Linked DNA regions of Mus musculus: regions 2, 3 and 4 are each linked to region 1. A link is a contact called in public promoter capture Hi-C data. All regions are on one chromosome and are shown on one strand. The core of a region is the stretch at or near the end of the contact, and the rest is flanking DNA. Distances in the headings are between cores, read along the strand shown. Region 1 holds the start of Gast (gastrin). Region 2 holds the start of Becn1 (beclin 1, autophagy related). Region 3 holds the start of Krt12 (keratin 12). Region 4 holds the start of Cavin1 (caveolae associated 1).

What was found. Promoter capture Hi-C pulls out the DNA fragments that hold promoters and counts their contacts.
Region 2: a contact with region 1 is called in a promoter capture Hi-C map of the SN4741 cell line, with 3 times the contacts expected there. The contact joins the promoter of Becn1 here to the promoter of Gast in region 1. A contact is called at or near these places in 3 of 39 promoter capture datasets (the SN4741 cell line, liver and pre-B cells) and 1 of 9 other capture datasets (liver).
Region 3: a promoter capture Hi-C map of stem cell-derived epiblast-like cells shows a contact between it and region 1, with 8 times the contacts expected there. The contact joins the promoter of Krt12 here to the promoter of Gast in region 1. A contact is called at or near these places in 11 of 39 promoter capture datasets (cranial neural crest, embryonic stem cells, frontonasal cranial neural crest and 6 more) and 5 of 115 datasets of contacts at active chromatin or transcription factors (embryonic forebrain, embryonic limb bud, embryonic stem cells and 2 more).
Region 4: a promoter capture Hi-C map of pre-B cells shows a contact between it and region 1. The contact joins the promoter of Cavin1 here to the promoter of Gast in region 1. A contact is called at or near these places in 4 of 39 promoter capture datasets (embryonic stem cells, hippocampal neurons, liver and 1 more) and 2 of 115 datasets of contacts at active chromatin or transcription factors (embryonic midbrain and pancreatic cancer cells).

What each region holds. Positions count from the first base shown.
Region 1 is chr11:100,332,549-100,336,308 of GRCm38.p6, forward strand. Gast (gastrin) reads left to right here and starts at 1,859. Exons shown (of 3, transcript NM_010257.4): 1 at 1,859-1,910.
Region 2 is chr11:101,300,647-101,304,406 of GRCm38.p6, forward strand. It overlaps Becn1 (beclin 1, autophagy related), which reads right to left and starts at 1,640. Exons shown (of 12, transcript NM_019584.4): 1 at 1,486-1,640; 2 at 1,082-1,210. The coding sequence starts at 1,208.
Region 3 is chr11:99,420,431-99,424,190 of GRCm38.p6, forward strand. Krt12 (keratin 12) reads right to left here and starts at 1,829. Exons shown (of 8, transcript NM_010661.2): 1 at 1,241-1,829; 2 at 315-397. The coding sequence starts at 1,786. It overlaps A830036E02Rik (RIKEN cDNA A830036E02 gene), which reads left to right. Exons shown (of 4, transcript NR_153851.1): 4 at 1,435-2,668.
Region 4 is chr11:100,968,527-100,972,286 of GRCm38.p6, forward strand. It overlaps Cavin1 (caveolae associated 1), which reads right to left and starts at 2,091. Exons shown (of 2, transcript NM_008986.2): 1 at 1,464-2,091. The coding sequence starts at 1,940.

The DNA.
Region 1 (3,760 bases), core at 609-3,108:
TGATGCCTGTATGAATGAATCCCATTTCACAGAGACGGCTAACTGAGGTTCAACATAGACAAAGGGAGGAGAAAAGTGCAAAATGTATTAAATTTCCACGGGTGCTGTGCAAAATGCTTCGGATATTGCATTGTCCCAAGGCCCACCCTCAAGTCATTTCCCCTACAATGTTTGGAGGAGAAAGCATCTCAACAACTAGAAAAGGGGAGAGCCAGGAAGCCTTCCCTTTTATCCAACCACAGGCCTTTGTGAGCACAATATGCAGTGCGCACACCCGAGGGAAAGGGCTATGCCTCTCATCTCTGAAGAGGACCCTTGTCATGGGCACTTTGCAGTGCCTACAATGACAGCCACCACTGCTGAATAGGAGGCAGGCTGCTGTTTATAATAATTGCCATCCTAGCTGGGGGAAGAACAGCCGGGGGCATAACCTGATCCACAGGCAGAAATCAACCTAGCTCTCTGGAAAGCTTGTAATTTCCTGTTACCATAGCAACACCAGCATCTCCATCCCCCCCAGGACGTGAGAAGAGCTGCTCTTACCATGTCCTTCCTCCCAACCCCCTCCAATACCTTCTATCTCTGAGATTTTTGTGTTTCAATTAATTACTGTCAATGCCTGTACTGCGTTTTGTCTCCTCCTCCTCCTCCTCTTCTTCTTCTTTTTATTTTTATTTTTTTCTTATTCCATCTGCTGAGTCACCGTGTCCTGCTCTGTATTAGAGTGGTTATTCACTAGAACATTTGGGTGCTGGTTGCCATGGCCACAGTGCAGCCTGCATCCTTCATCACCTGTTAATTCTCAGCAAGGCTGGTTGCGAGCGTGGGTACCACTGCCCTTATACAAGACCCAAGGGACATCAAAGCTCCTCAAGACAGGAAAGGGGGCCCAATGACGCATACATGAGAGCAAATGTCTCATCTCAGTTATGGAAAAAAAAGTCTAGAGATTGTTATAACCTTGCAAACCACATTCAGGTGGAAGTTTATCAAATAAACCAAGAAATGTATCATTTTTCTTTCCCGGTACATCTTTGAAAAAATGCCTTCGTTCACTAACCACTTTAAGATGTAATTTTTTTGTTGCAATGTTATGAATTCTTTATGCAAATCACAACCTACCCCTGAAAGCAACATGGAAGAGTCTTGAAACACAAGGTCCTCAAGGAACTGGCTCCCAGTAGGGGGCTGGCTAGAGGTCTGATTAGGTGCAAACCCAAGGAGTGGGTCCAAGAGTGTTGGGCAGATCCCGCCCAACATAGAGGGCATAGACAAGAGATGCTGAGGGTTTTCCATGGTAACAGGAGCATAAAAGGGTTCCAAGGCAACCAACATGAGAATCTCAACAGAAAGAGCAAGCCCATCAGCCCATGGCCCATTGCTCCTGATAACTATGACAATGATATCCTGTTTGCAAAGCCCAATGGAGGGGACAGGGATCAATAAGTCAGCCTACATGCATACACTACCTGTTCATCAAACATCAACATATGCGCACATTGGTCATTTGATTCTCATTCATTCTCTCCCTTCCCTCTCCTCTCAGCCCCGCCCCATGGGATGTAGTCCAATAGAAGACTAGGAAGCCGATGGCCCAAGGCATACAGTAGAATGAGCTGCTCTGGAGCCCAGGGAATCTGTCTCCTGTCTGTCTCCTCCCTGTTTCAGCCCTTCCCTTTCCCCATATTCTGAATAAATAACTAATTGATTGACAGCTCTGTGACAGGGTGGGGCAGAGTGACAGGTTGAACCTACATTCCAGGCCCATTTCTCTTGCTGTGGGGAGTCTGGCCTCACCTGGAAGGAGGGTTTGGGAGGAACCTCGAGGGCTTTATAAGGCAGACCTGGAGCAGCGCACAGAGCAGAGCTGACCCAGCGCCACAACAGCCAACTATTCCCCAGCTCTGTGGGTGAGAAATTGGGAAGGGAAAAGAGGGAAAGGGAGGGGAGGGAAGGGACAGCAAGGATGAGAATTGACAAGCCCCCTGCCTTTAGAGGCTCCAGGCCATGGTGTCTCCAGAGATGGGGTCCCTTGCTTGGCCCAGAGTGGAAGGAACTGAGTCGCAGTTCTAAGGCCACACTGTTGTCCGTGATTCCCGCCTGCCTTTCTGCTTCACTTAGAACCCAGCCATGATCCTGGGGCTCCTGCCAGCCAGGGAGATGAGCAAGTGAGGGCCTATCCCCCATTGCTAAGATGAGAAAACTGAAGTCTAGAAGACAGGACGTGCTAAGACTGGAACTCACAGCTCTGGGTCCCGTCGCAAGCCCTTTCCTAGGCCAGTGCTACCTAAAAGAAAATTCTGCAATAATGAGAATGCTTTAAATCCGCACTTTCCTATATAGCAGCCATTAGCCACAGGAGTACTTATCATGTGGCTAGTTCAAAGGTGGAAAAATTGTATAGCAATTCATTCAAATGTAAGGAGACACAAATAACTAGTGACTGCCATATTTATCAAGCTGTATGGCTCATATTGGACAGAACAATTGTCTATAGCATTGATTTTTTCCCCCTTTTCATTCATTCTTTCTTTTTGGAAGGGTATCACTCTAGCCCTGGTTTGCCTAGCACTCACAGAACCTTGAGAGTGAGGCAATCCTGCCTCAGCCTCCCAAGTACTGAGACAGAAACAGGAGCCAGCAAGTCCAGCTGCGATTTTCAACATTTCTTTATTAGCCACAAATATTTCTCTCCCTCAGAACATCTCATTTGAGAATTTTGTCATAAGAAGCTAATATTTTTAAGGTTTTTTTTTGGTTGTTGTTGTTTGGTTGTTTTTTGTTTTTTTGTTTTTTTCAAGATAGGGTTTCTCTAGTACCACCCTGCCTGTCCTGCAACTAGCTCTATATAGAGACCAGTAGAGACCAGGCTGGCCTTGAACTCAGAGATCCGCCTGCCTCTGCTTCCTGAGTGTTGGGTTTGAAAGCATGTGCCAACACTCACAGCCTCTAATATATTTTTTTTTTAGTTTTTCGAGACAGGGTTTCTCTGTAAGACCCTGGCTGTCCTGGAACTCACTTTGTAGACCAGGCTGGCCTCGAACTCAGAAATCTGCCTGCCTCTGCCTCCTGAGTGCTGGGATTAAAGGCATGCGCCACTATGCCTGGCGTTTTTGTTTTTGTTTTTTTCTAATATCTTTTAATACACATTTTTCTTACGGGGGAAAGTTAAAAAAAAAAAAAAGCAAAAACAAAAACAAAACAGAAAATATCAAGTCCCAAGAACAGATAAGGTTTGGAACTTGATGTTTGCTTGGGCATTCTACTTTAGGTCCAAGCTGTGGTTTCCCCAGACTTGACTCACCCCACAGCTTGGCTGCAAATGCTGGGTTTAATTTATTTTCCTTAGCTGCATAAGTACAGTTGCAGGCTGTTCATCAGCTAAACACAGCGGAGCCTCTGCTCCAAGGTTGCCTAGCAACCATGGGGCCCAGCCTCTGATGGACATACTAGTGGTCTCCAAGTGGCAGTGTATGATCTATAACACCTTTTAGTGTGCGCATGCCTCTTTGTTGTTGCTACTTAAAATTTCACTTTAAGCTCTAAGAGTCACCGGACCTAGCCTCATCTGGTGGAACAGTCTGGAAAATACTGTTCTATGGTCATTGTGGGTGATTTTTTGCATTTGAAATTGTGTGTGTGTGCCTGTGTATGTGTGCATGCACACACACATTTGGATGAGCAAGGCCAGTACCCATATGGACATCAGAGGAAGTCTATTGCTCTGTAGTTTAGTCCATTGAAACCAGATCTCTCTCCC
Region 2 (3,760 bases), core at 390-2,889, 970 kb after region 1:
TCAAGTGGCACCCCCTAAATATATCAGGTTTTAAAATGTATGAACACTAGTTTAGAAACATGTAAAGCCGGGCATGGTAGCACACAGACCTCCTTTATTCCAACACTTGGGAGATGAAAGCTTTCAACACACAACATTAACCTTTAAAAATGAAAAATAAGCCAGGTGTGGTGGCGCACACCTTTAAGCCCCAGGACTCTGAAGGCAGAGGCAGGACAATCTAGCCAGGCAAGGGCTAGAGTGAAACTCTGTCTATACCAACAGCAAGAACAATGAAAATAATTTTTTTTTAAGGAGAAGAAAAATAAAGAGCTGGGCAGATCACTCAATAGCTTAGAGCACCTGTTGCTCCTGTAAAGGACCTAGGTTCGAGTCCTAGCCCTCACACGGTGGCTCACAACCACCTGTTAACTCCAGTTCAGGGATCTGACGCCCTCTTCTGGCCTCTCCCGGCATCAGGCATTCTCGTCATGGACAGATGTACATGTAAGCAAACCACCTATACACATAACTAATACTAATTATGAATAAAAATGAATCAAGGTCTAGGGAGCTATATACAACAAAGCCAAGGTTTCCATGCTAATGCCAGGCCCATGAACGTGTTTAAACTCGCTAATCACCTCTCTCACTCTCTTCTTCAGGCTTCAAGGCTCTCCTACACTTCACTGGACCTCAGGTAAGTATGCTCACTGATGGCTCTAACCTCAACTCGTCACCTGTAAGAGGATGCACCATGGCACTTCTCCTGTCCTTTTTATTTTTGGAAACAGGGTCTCATTCAATAGCGCAGGCTGGCCTGGAACTTGAGGCAGCTCCGGCGTCAGCCTCCTGAGTTGCTGCAGTTATAGATGTGAGCCACCAAGCCTGGTTTCCACGGGGACTGTTACAGGACACCTGATTGATACACTGGTAAATCTTCAAGAAATTCTGTTATATGTGAATACTCCTTCACTCTGGAGACACTGTCAGAGGTCTATTCCTGACGAGAAAACCGAAAGCCAGAGACCGCCACCTCAATGTCCCTAAAGTTGCCCACTTCCCTCCTTCTTGACCACCCCTTTCCTCGGATCCTGCTGACCTGTGAGTTCCTGGATGGTGACCCGGTCCAGGATCTTGAAGCTCGTGTCCAGTTTCAGAGGCTGGCTACAGCGCTGGCACACGAAGCTCACCTGCATGGTGCTGCTGGACGCCTTAGACCCCTCCATGCCTGCGACAGCGGAGAAAAGACGACGTTAAGAAGAATCGGCTCCTTTGAACCTCGGGCCCGAGGCTACCCGCTGCCTTGGTGGTGGAGGTGAAGAGGAAAATCCCGGTCCGCGCCGTTCCCTCTGGGAGTGGGATGACACCAAGAGGACCCGCTTCCGGGGCAGAGCCCAGCTAAGGCAGTCTAGTCTCCCGAGCGGGGAAACGGGGCACCAGAGTGGCCGCCAGGGACTCTAGGCTTCTTCCTAAGGTCTCACTTCAGGCCCCGACGCTCCTCACCTCAGGAGCCCGGAGCCCGCCACCCAGGCTCGTTCTACCGCGGGGGCACGGTGGCCTCGGGTCCGCCCCGGAGCGAGACCTCCAGAGTTCCCATCGCCCGGTCTTCAGCTACTTCCCGGTCGGCTAGCTGAAGACTTCCGCCCAGGACCAGAAGTGACGTCACGACGGGAGCTGACGCAAGGACCCCTGCTCCAGATCCCTGTTTACCCGGCTCGGAGCGCCATCCAAAGGCCGAGCGGGGAAGTGCAGCAGTGCCGACAGGTGGGCCGAAGCTGCCCACACTCTTCTGATTTAGACGGTCCACTCAAGATTTGTTACTTCCAAGTGGAGCCACTTCTATATTCCTTAGGGATCAGGGTGTTGTTTGTTTGTTTGTTTGTTTGTTTGTTTGTTTGTTTGAGACAGGGTTTCTCTGTGTAGCCCTGGTTGACCTGGAACTCGCCCTGTAGACCAAGCTGGCATCCACTTCACAGAGATCCACTTGCCTCAGCCTCCTAAGGGCTGTGATTAAAAGCGTGCACCACCACCTTCCGGCATGTGTGAGCTTTTAAAGTGTATTTTTGGGAGAGTCAAATTGTCTAAACCCTTCTGAGGGAGTGCGTTTGGCAGGATGGTAAATTTTATTGTTATATGTATGTATGTATGTGTATGTGTGTATGTATGTATATATGTTTGTATATGTGTATATAATAAAATGCAAATACATTAAAGGTGATAGTTATATGTATGTATATATGTGTATGTGTGTATTATGTATGTATATAACAAAATGTAAATAAATAAAAAGGTGACAGTGGAGACTGGAGAGATGGCTCAGCAGTTAAAAGCACCAACCGCACTTCCAGATGACCTGGATTAAATCAAATCCATCCACCCACATGGCAGCTCATAACTGTCTGTAACTCCAAGAACTGACACCACTATCACCACTTTCACACAGTCATCCATGTATGCAAAACACCAATGCATTTGTGGTGTGTGTGTGTGTGTGTGTGTGTGTGTGTGTGTGTGAGAGAGAGAGAGAGAGAGAGAGCTGGCTCCTGTGAGTATGTGTGTATCTGGAATCATATCCAAGGCCTCTCATATACTAAGCAAGTACTCCACCAATGAACTGTATGTCCAGCCCTACTTTGTAAGTTTAACATATGTGGGCTGCCAAGATGGCTCAACCTGTAAAAGTGTGTGCACCAAACGTGAGAGAGACCCTAAGGTCAATTCCTAAGGATCGGAGTAGGAGGAGATGAAGTTGACCTCCAAAGGAATTCCAGGGTATGGACTGCCCTCCACCACCACTAAGGATAATAAAAATAATTGAATGTTTTCCATGTTGCTCCAGTTTTGTTAATTAACATTCTCATTGCTGCAATACATCACAGCAGAAACGCACAGATTACAGTGAATTTCTTTATTGATGGAAACTTCCATTGCTTCCAATTTGGGTGGATACAATAATATCACAATGAGGAATTGACTTTGTCCTAGAACAGAACCTTATCATTAAAAGTACTGTAGACTTTGGAATCTTCTCTTTATTAACATTGGCAGTTGTTTTCAAAACAACTCATATTATATTCTGCCTCTAGTAATCCATTAAAGGGCCTGTTTTATGATGCCTTGCCCAGTATTGGATAAGATATATTTGAGGAACAATAGCAGACAATGGCAGTTCTCCATTCTTTTTTTTTTTTTTTTTTTGGTTTTCAAGACAGGGTTTCTCTGTATAGCCCTGGCTGTCCTGGAACTCACTTTGTAGACCAGGCTGGCCTCAAGCTCAGAAATCCACCTGCCTCTGCATCCCGAGTGCTGGGATTAAAGGCATGCGCCACCATGCTCGGCTCCAGTTCTCCATTCTTGTAATTGATATCACTGATTGCTGATAAGGTTGAAGAGTTTGTCATGTGGTCGCCCCTTGCAGTTCTTACAAATTATGTTCACATATTTGTATTTATTTATTGGATCATAACGTCTTTCTCAGGTTTTAAAATAAATGTTTATGGCCAGGGGTGGTGGTGCACGCCTTGAATCTCAGCACAATGGCAGGCTGATCTTCACAGTGGCCGGCCTGGTCCTCATAGTGAGCTCCAGGTCAGTCAGGGTTGCATGTTAAGTCTTTGGCACACAGATAAACACACACAGACACACAGACACATGTAGACATATATGTATACACAAACACATAGATACACAGAGAGAGAGACACACAGACATCCATGTACACACATACATACAGACACACACAAACACACACACGAGTAAATAAATTCTCATGAATGGT
Region 3 (3,760 bases), core at 579-3,078, 910 kb before region 1:
ACCCCTTGGCAAAGATATTGTTAATTCACTTTGATACATTGAAAATTCAGGTCTAAACATAGGTACAATTATCAGGTTGAATTATGACTCATTGCAAAGAGATGATCCGTAGCTCCAGGTGGAAGCAACTTATAACTTAAAGCTGTGTACAGTGGACGGTTTGACTTTCAGTGCTTTTAAAAGCACCCTGTGTGGATTTAGGGGTGCACTGAAGGCAGGGGCCATGTGGGCTGCAGGACATTGGAATCGTTTGCCATCAGCGCAGCAGGAAGTGGGGAGTGGGAGGAGGAAGGAGTTACCACCAGCGGACTCACTTCATCCTGAAGTCCTCGGCAGCCAGCCTTGCGTTGTCAATCTGCAGGAGGAGCTGGGCGTTGCTGACTCTGGCAGAAACGATCTGGGAGAACAGAGGGAGACACATGAACACGGAGTCCTAAAGCACTGGCAGTTAGTTCACTAGTGTCACTTTGCACATAAGAATAAATCGTGACACAAAATACATTTTTCCTCCATCCAAACTCTTCATCTTTAAGTCACATTCTTTCAGCTTTTTTTTTTTTTTTTTTTTTTTTTTTTTTTTTTTTAAATATGGCTCTTCTATGCATCTTTAGTTTTGGTTGGGCTTCCCTCCTCACCCTTACTTTTCTGTGCATCCCCACCCCATCTTTGTTTAAACCTTCCTATGTTACTCTTCCCCCTTCCTCTATATCAGTTTAAGCACCTCCTCCCTGCCATGAGACCTTTCTGCTCTCTATAGGCACTCAGTTAAACTCAAACAGAAACCTAAACATTCCAAACTAGAATCCACATCTGAAAGACAGCAGATGGCGTTTGCCTATCAGGGCTTGGGTTACCTCGCTCAGTCTCCAGTTCCGGTTTTCTAAGGCAAAGGATGTGGCTGTAGCTCAATGGGAGAACACTTGGTCACATACCCGAAGCCCTGTGTTCATTCCCAGCACCACAGCAAAACAAAGCAAAGCCCCAAACTCCGAAGGGTTCGGGACAGCTTCATTTTAAAAGCAAATGTATTGATTAAAAATAATGTTGATAAGTTAAGAACATTTCTTTTAGACAGTGGAAGGACGGCCACTTAATGGTGAACGGAACTGTACTTCTGTGCTTCTTGAGGGGAGGAAATTCTCCAAGTACCATCTAGTTTAAAAATATCTAAGTTAAGAGGATTTATTTTTATAAAAATATTGTAATAAAATGAAAAGGTTTCTAAAGCCCCTCCCCTTACCTTATTCTTCAAGTCTTCAATCAGTGGGTAGTATTTACTGTAATCACTCTGAGACCCAGCGTCTCTGGTTCTCCGTGTTTCATACCACTCTCGAATTTTGTTTTCCAGTTCTGCATTAGCCTCCTCTAGAGAGCGAACCTTACCCAGGTAGGAAGCTAGTCTGTCATTTAGATTTTGCATGGTTTCTTTCTCAGAACCAGAAAGAAGACCTCCATCATTGCCAGAAAAGATACACAGAGAGCCACCGCCCGAGCTTCCAGCTATCCCCATCCCTATCCCCATTCCTCCCGCGCCACCTCTCAGAGGTCCCCCATAGGCAGAGCCAAGCCCCGGCAAGCAACCTGCAGAGCCACCGCTAAAGCCAGAACTAGAACCAAACATGGAAGCAGCAGAAAAGAGGCCTCCACAGCCAACTCCAAAGCCAGAGGCCGATCCCCCATAGCCGCCGGCAACACTAGAAGCAGATGCACCCCAAGGTCTGCCTGCCGCCCCATTCTGTGAGGAAGACCTCCTGGACAGCGCAGAGGTGCAGACTGAAAGCGACATGCTGTTGCTGGAGAGGTGGTGACCCAAGAGAGACCGCAGTGCTGGTATGCCAGAAGGGGTCCTGCCTTTATAGGCTGGGAGGTGGGTGTTGCGGTTAAAGAGTTCACTCTCTGCGTTCCAACTCTCGCATGCCCACCCACACCCAGTTGGCCAGCTCAGCAGGTATGTGATTTATGCATCGTGAAAATTCACTGATATAGCTATAATCGAATAACCATTACCACTAGATATCTGACACACAAGAAAGAAGGCTGGGTGGAGCAGATAGGCTGTCGTAAGGAATCTGTCACCTTCAGTTGTCCTCAGCACTGCCTGTATCTTCCAGACACCAGAAGAGTGACGACTGGAGCATTAAGGAATCCTTCCGAAGCCCCATGCTTCCTGAAGCTCTGTCTTCCCCTCCCCTGTCTATTTCTTTCGGTTCAGTATAAGCCAACCAACCATGCTGTGGTTCTCTCTGTAGGGACAGTTTCAGAGGCAGATGAAGAGCGCATTCCTGGAAGGTGAGAAACAGAGGTGTTTTCCAAGAGGACATTAGAATCTGAGCTTGCAAGGCTCTGAGAGCATCTGCTGTAAGGAGTTGTGTGGTTCTTGCTTTTCTGAAAATGGAACACTTAAACATGGGAGCCAGCTGTTTGGAAGTCGAACATTTATAGTTAACAAAAGATTGGCATTCTCAGTGAACCATGACGCTGGGCTCTGGGCTGAATGCTTATTGCTATTTCTTCAATGGCATTACCTGTGAGAATTTTGTAGTAAATCTGTTGGCTGAATGGATAGTATATCACCTACAGTGTTCCACCATTAACAAAATACATACACACACACATACACACACGCAAACACTGTCCAAAATAAGAAATGATTAAAACTCCATGCTTCAGAAGCCAGAGAGTCATTTCGGTGGATGGAGAGGAATGCATTTTTGCATCACAGAACAGCCAATGGGAGGCTGTCTTATTAAATTCCTGTGAATTCTTTGGGAAGCATGATCCTGAGAATTTTATCCAGGGGTCAGAGAGATGGCTCAGTACTTAGGAACACTTGCTTCTTCCAGAGGACCCAGGTCCAAACCACCCCCCACCTCCAATGACAATCAATCTAATGGCTCTGGTGTACAGGTTCCCACAGCAGAGCCTTTAATAGTAGCTCCATATTTCCTGGGCGCCCTGGTCCCAGAGAATGCTTCTTTCTCTGGCCTTTATGCCATGAGAGTTGGTCTCAAGGTCAGTACTTGCTTTGCAGTGATAGAGCGCGGATTCTTCCTCGTTCAGCAAGAGCAACACTCACCTCGTCCAGGTAGTGTTGGCCCTTATTCAGCCTCCCCAGAGGCGAAATCTTAAATCTGGAGTCGTACCAAGCCAGAGTGAGAGCTGCCTATTGGGCACTCGGGAGCACATGCAGAAGGTCACAGCTGAGCTTCATGGCAGGCCTCCGTAAGAAATACCCAGGACAGGGGCTGGAGAGATGGCACTGACTGCTCTTCCTGAGGTCCTGAGTTCAATTCCCAGCAACCACATGGTGGCTCATAACCATCTATAATGGGGTCCCATGCCCTCTTCTGGTGTGTCTGGAAACAGCTACAGTGTACTCGCATAAAATAATCTAAAAAAAGGAAGAAAGAAAGAAGGAAAGAAAACCCAGGATCAAACAGACTGGCAGCTTTTCAAATCACTTTCCCAGGGTCAGGAACACTGAACCCGGAGTGACAGCTACTGACAACTCCCCTTAACCTTGTTAAATAAGGAACATGTGCAAGGGACACATTCTCCTCCCAACCTATACAGTCACAAAGAAAGAGCAGGGCTTCAAAGCAAGAGGTTTGCAGAAATGATACATTTATACTGTAAATATATGCCTGGGAAGCACCAGCAATCTCTGGCAGACAAGGTTTGACGACACAGTCTGCAATCCACTTGCCTCATTTGTAAGGAGCATGGGAAGTTGTGAACTGAGATGCCAAGACCCACAGTT
Region 4 (3,760 bases), core at 841-3,340, 640 kb after region 1:
TTATATGTCCCAGGTTGCTTTGGCCTCTGAAATGATTGGGGCCCCGGGTAAACACCAGCCGGGCAAAGCTTTTTGCAGGCCCCTTGAGAGAGTACCCCAGCAGTATGTAGAGGCAGGAGCTGGGAGCAGGCCTGCTCTGCCTCTGGCCTACCACCAAGGATTCCAAGAATATGGTCTGCTCCATTCTTCCCCAGACACTGTCCCATCTGCATCGCTCATGGTTACTCTTAGGGAAACTAAGCGAAGGTCCTCATCTCACATCACATGGTTACTCTGGGGCATCTTAATCAAGAAAGTCTCTGAGCTTGGTGATCACAGCCCCTTTACAAAGATCTTTGAAGGTAGAGCACGTTTCCATTCCCTTCAGGAGCATAAACTAACCCTACAACCATCACTCCTATTAGGAGTAGAAGCATCAACTAGGCCCAAGCAGGAGGACGCAGAGCTCAGCACATTCCCTCCCAGGGAAAGAGCACTAAGTCCACACTCAGCTCAGCCTTACTCTCAAGGGGGTCAGGGATGGGGAGCGCAGGGACAAATCTGCACTGCACTGACTCTCAGATGCTTTAGGGGTTAAGATATCACAGTTATATCCAGGCTGGAGGAACCCAGAAAGGTGCAAAGAATGCAACGGGTGGAGCCCGTGGAGTGCGGCAGCCTCCACCCACCAGCACCTTCACAGCTCGGGACATGGCCCCCGCAATCATGCGGGGGTGGGGTGATTCACTGCGCCCAGACCGCCACCTCCACCCGCCCCACTTACACTCCTAACGCCCACCCTACCTGCCCCACCCGCTCCCAGCAGGCGCCAAGGGCGCCCGCGCACTGCAAGACCCTTGGGAACTGAAAGTGCCTGGAGGCCAGGGGCAGATCGCGGCCTAGGGACATGCGTGGGTAGCCGAGGTTGGTGCGGGGGCGCGGGGATAGGGTGTGGGGGGCTGACGATCGTGTCCCTTGCATGGCGCCCCCGCCACTGCGTGCCTGAGCCCTGAATCACCCGCTATATCGGGCCCGCAGCGCCGGAGGCCCCAGGTCCCGGGCCCCACCTTTAGTGTCTGCTTACAGAGGGGCATACAGAGACCACCAGAGACCTCGGGCATTCCCTCCCTTTTCCCTCTCTCCGCCCCACCAAAAAAAAAACTTCCTCCAAGTGGAAAGGCGTTTGACAGAGACAAGCTGGGAGCATTCAGCGTTCCCAAGTCTAGCCCGCTAACTTTTCCGATAGGAGTTAGAGACCGTGGGGAGGAGCCTGGAGAGGAAGGCGCAGGGTGCGCCCCTCTGTGAGCCCCAAGAGTTTGCCACTCCCTAAACCCCACTCCAACTGGGTTCACAGGAAGGGGGGAGGAGCTCCTGACCGCTCTCACCAGGCCGGGCTGGCGGAGAGACGAGCCTCGGCCGGGTGTCCCCACCCGGATCCCAGGCCGGGACCCCAGCTCTGGGCGCGGTCCGCCCCGCGGGCTCACCTGGTAGATCATGACTTTGAAGTTGCGGCGCCTCAGCAGCTCCGCCTCGTTGACCTCCAGTTTCTTTATCTGGCCGGCCTGGCGCTCCAGGCTGCCGCGCACGGTCTTCACGTTGACGCTGACCTTGCGCACCTTCTCCAGCAACTTGCTCACGGTGTTGCTCGTGGTGGCGTGCGCCTTGCCCAGCTTGCTCAGCTCTCCCTGGATGCTCTGCACAGCGCCCTCCATCTCCGCCTGTCGCTCCTCCAGCTGGGCTTGGGTCAGCTGGATCTGGTCAACGGCGCCGATGATTTTATCCAGAAGGCTCAGCACCAGCACACCGTTCACCTGGTCCGACTTGATCAGCTCGTCGGAGCCGGTCCCCGACGGCTCCTCCGTGGCCCGCGCCTCCCCTTGGGTGGGCTCCGGGCCCTCTGAGGAAGCATCGGGAAATCCGGAATACGGCCGCTCAACGATATGGAGCGTGACATCCTCCATGGCTTCCCGGAGCCGTGCGGGGCCGACCGGGTGGAACTGGAGCGGGAGACCGGGAGAGAAGGAGGAGCGAGAGACTGGACAGCGAGCAGGAGCCCAGAGCGGAGGAAACTCGAGCCACGTCCGTGCGCACCGGGACTCTAGCCAGAACTGTGGGGCGGGGAATCTGCGAGTTGCCCGGCTCCTAGACCAAACCCGGAGTCCCGTCGGCCATTGGCTGGCCCCACCCCAGAAAGGGAGGAACCGGGGCAGGAGGGGAGACCAACCCCGGAGGGGCAGCAGAGGGGAACCCAAGAGCTGGGCGCCCCACCCTGTTCAGGATGGTTGGAATAGTTGGAGCGGGAGTCTAGGGCCCCCCTTGGCAGTGGAGGCTGCGGCAGCGGGACTGGGGCAGAGGAATGTGAGCTGCGGAAAGGAATTAGGTCTTCGGAGTGTGCTCTACTCTTTCTCTTTCCTCACCCACAAACCCACTCCAGCCTTTTAAGATCAAGCTGAGGTCCAAATGGCGCGTGAATTGGGTGTAAACGAGTAGTTTGTGTCTATGCCTCATGTCCTTGGAGGATCCTTGCCCTATACAATCTTTTTCAAAGATTTGGGGGTCTGCCCCCATCGTCTATCTATACACTGAGTTACCACTGTCCCCCAAATCTTGTGGGGTTGTTAGTGAGAGAGAGGGAAGAGATGAAATGACAGAAAGGGTGACGGCCTAGAAAGGGCCTCTAGGTTTCTCTTAGAATTGTAAGGACAGGGCATGATTAAGGCGAGAAGTAAATTATAAAGTAAAAGCTTTTGGTCACTTCTCCCAGGGCCCCCTCCAGCAGATATCTAGCTAATTCTAAGAATGTGAGCGTCGGACTCGTTCTTCCCTTGGGTTCTCGGATATTAGGTGAGCATTCAGGGAGATCACGGAACCCCATCTCTTTACCTAGCAGAGAAAAGAAGGCCAAGAGGAGGCAGGTGGCTCTCCAGGGTTCACTCCAGGTTACTGTTGCCATCTGTTCTTAGCTCCAGGTCTCTGAACTCCACCGGTACTCAGTACCTTTCCCTGGGGCAGGAATTGGGGCAACTATAGCGGTACTACCGAATGGGGAAGCGAACAGTTTTCTTCATGGTGCTGAACACCAAGGAGCTGGCAGTTCTGAGCAGGCGCAGAAAAGTCCTTAGCACAGACGTCTAGAGACACAGGCTGCCCTGTGTCTCTAGACACAGGCCCTCAGCAATCCCTGGAGCCACCCCAATTCCCTTTCCCACAGAGATACTGAAAACCTTTTCCCTGATTAGGAAACCAGGCTTGGGGTTCCCCGCCTGGATGGGTTCTCGGCAAAAGGTCACTTCTAGTCTGGTGCCCACCCTCCTTAAGTTAAACGCTGCTCTGTGGAGACTCGAGGGTCGTCGATCTAATCAATCAATTCACCAACGTGTGGAGCAGATTGCCATATAGGGTATAGAACTTTAGGGACCTCTGAATAAAACAGCAATCCCCCAACACACCAATTGGTTTTCTCACTTGAGGTTAAAGAAGAGAGACCCTCAGGCGAGAGTGGCGACGCACGCCTTTAGTCCCAGCCATTGGGAAGCAGAGGCAGGCAGATCTCTGAGTTCGAGGCCAGCCTAGTCTACATAGTGAGATTCAGGATAGCCAGGACTACACAGAGAAACCCTGTCTTGAAAGACAAAACAAAAAAAAAGAGTGAACTTCTGCATACAATTGAATATTTGCCAGGTGTGATGGGATACCTTTGATCAAAGCACTTGGAAGGCAGACAGGCAGATGTCTATGAGTTCGACAGCATCTTGGTCTACATAGCTAGTTCTGGGCCAGC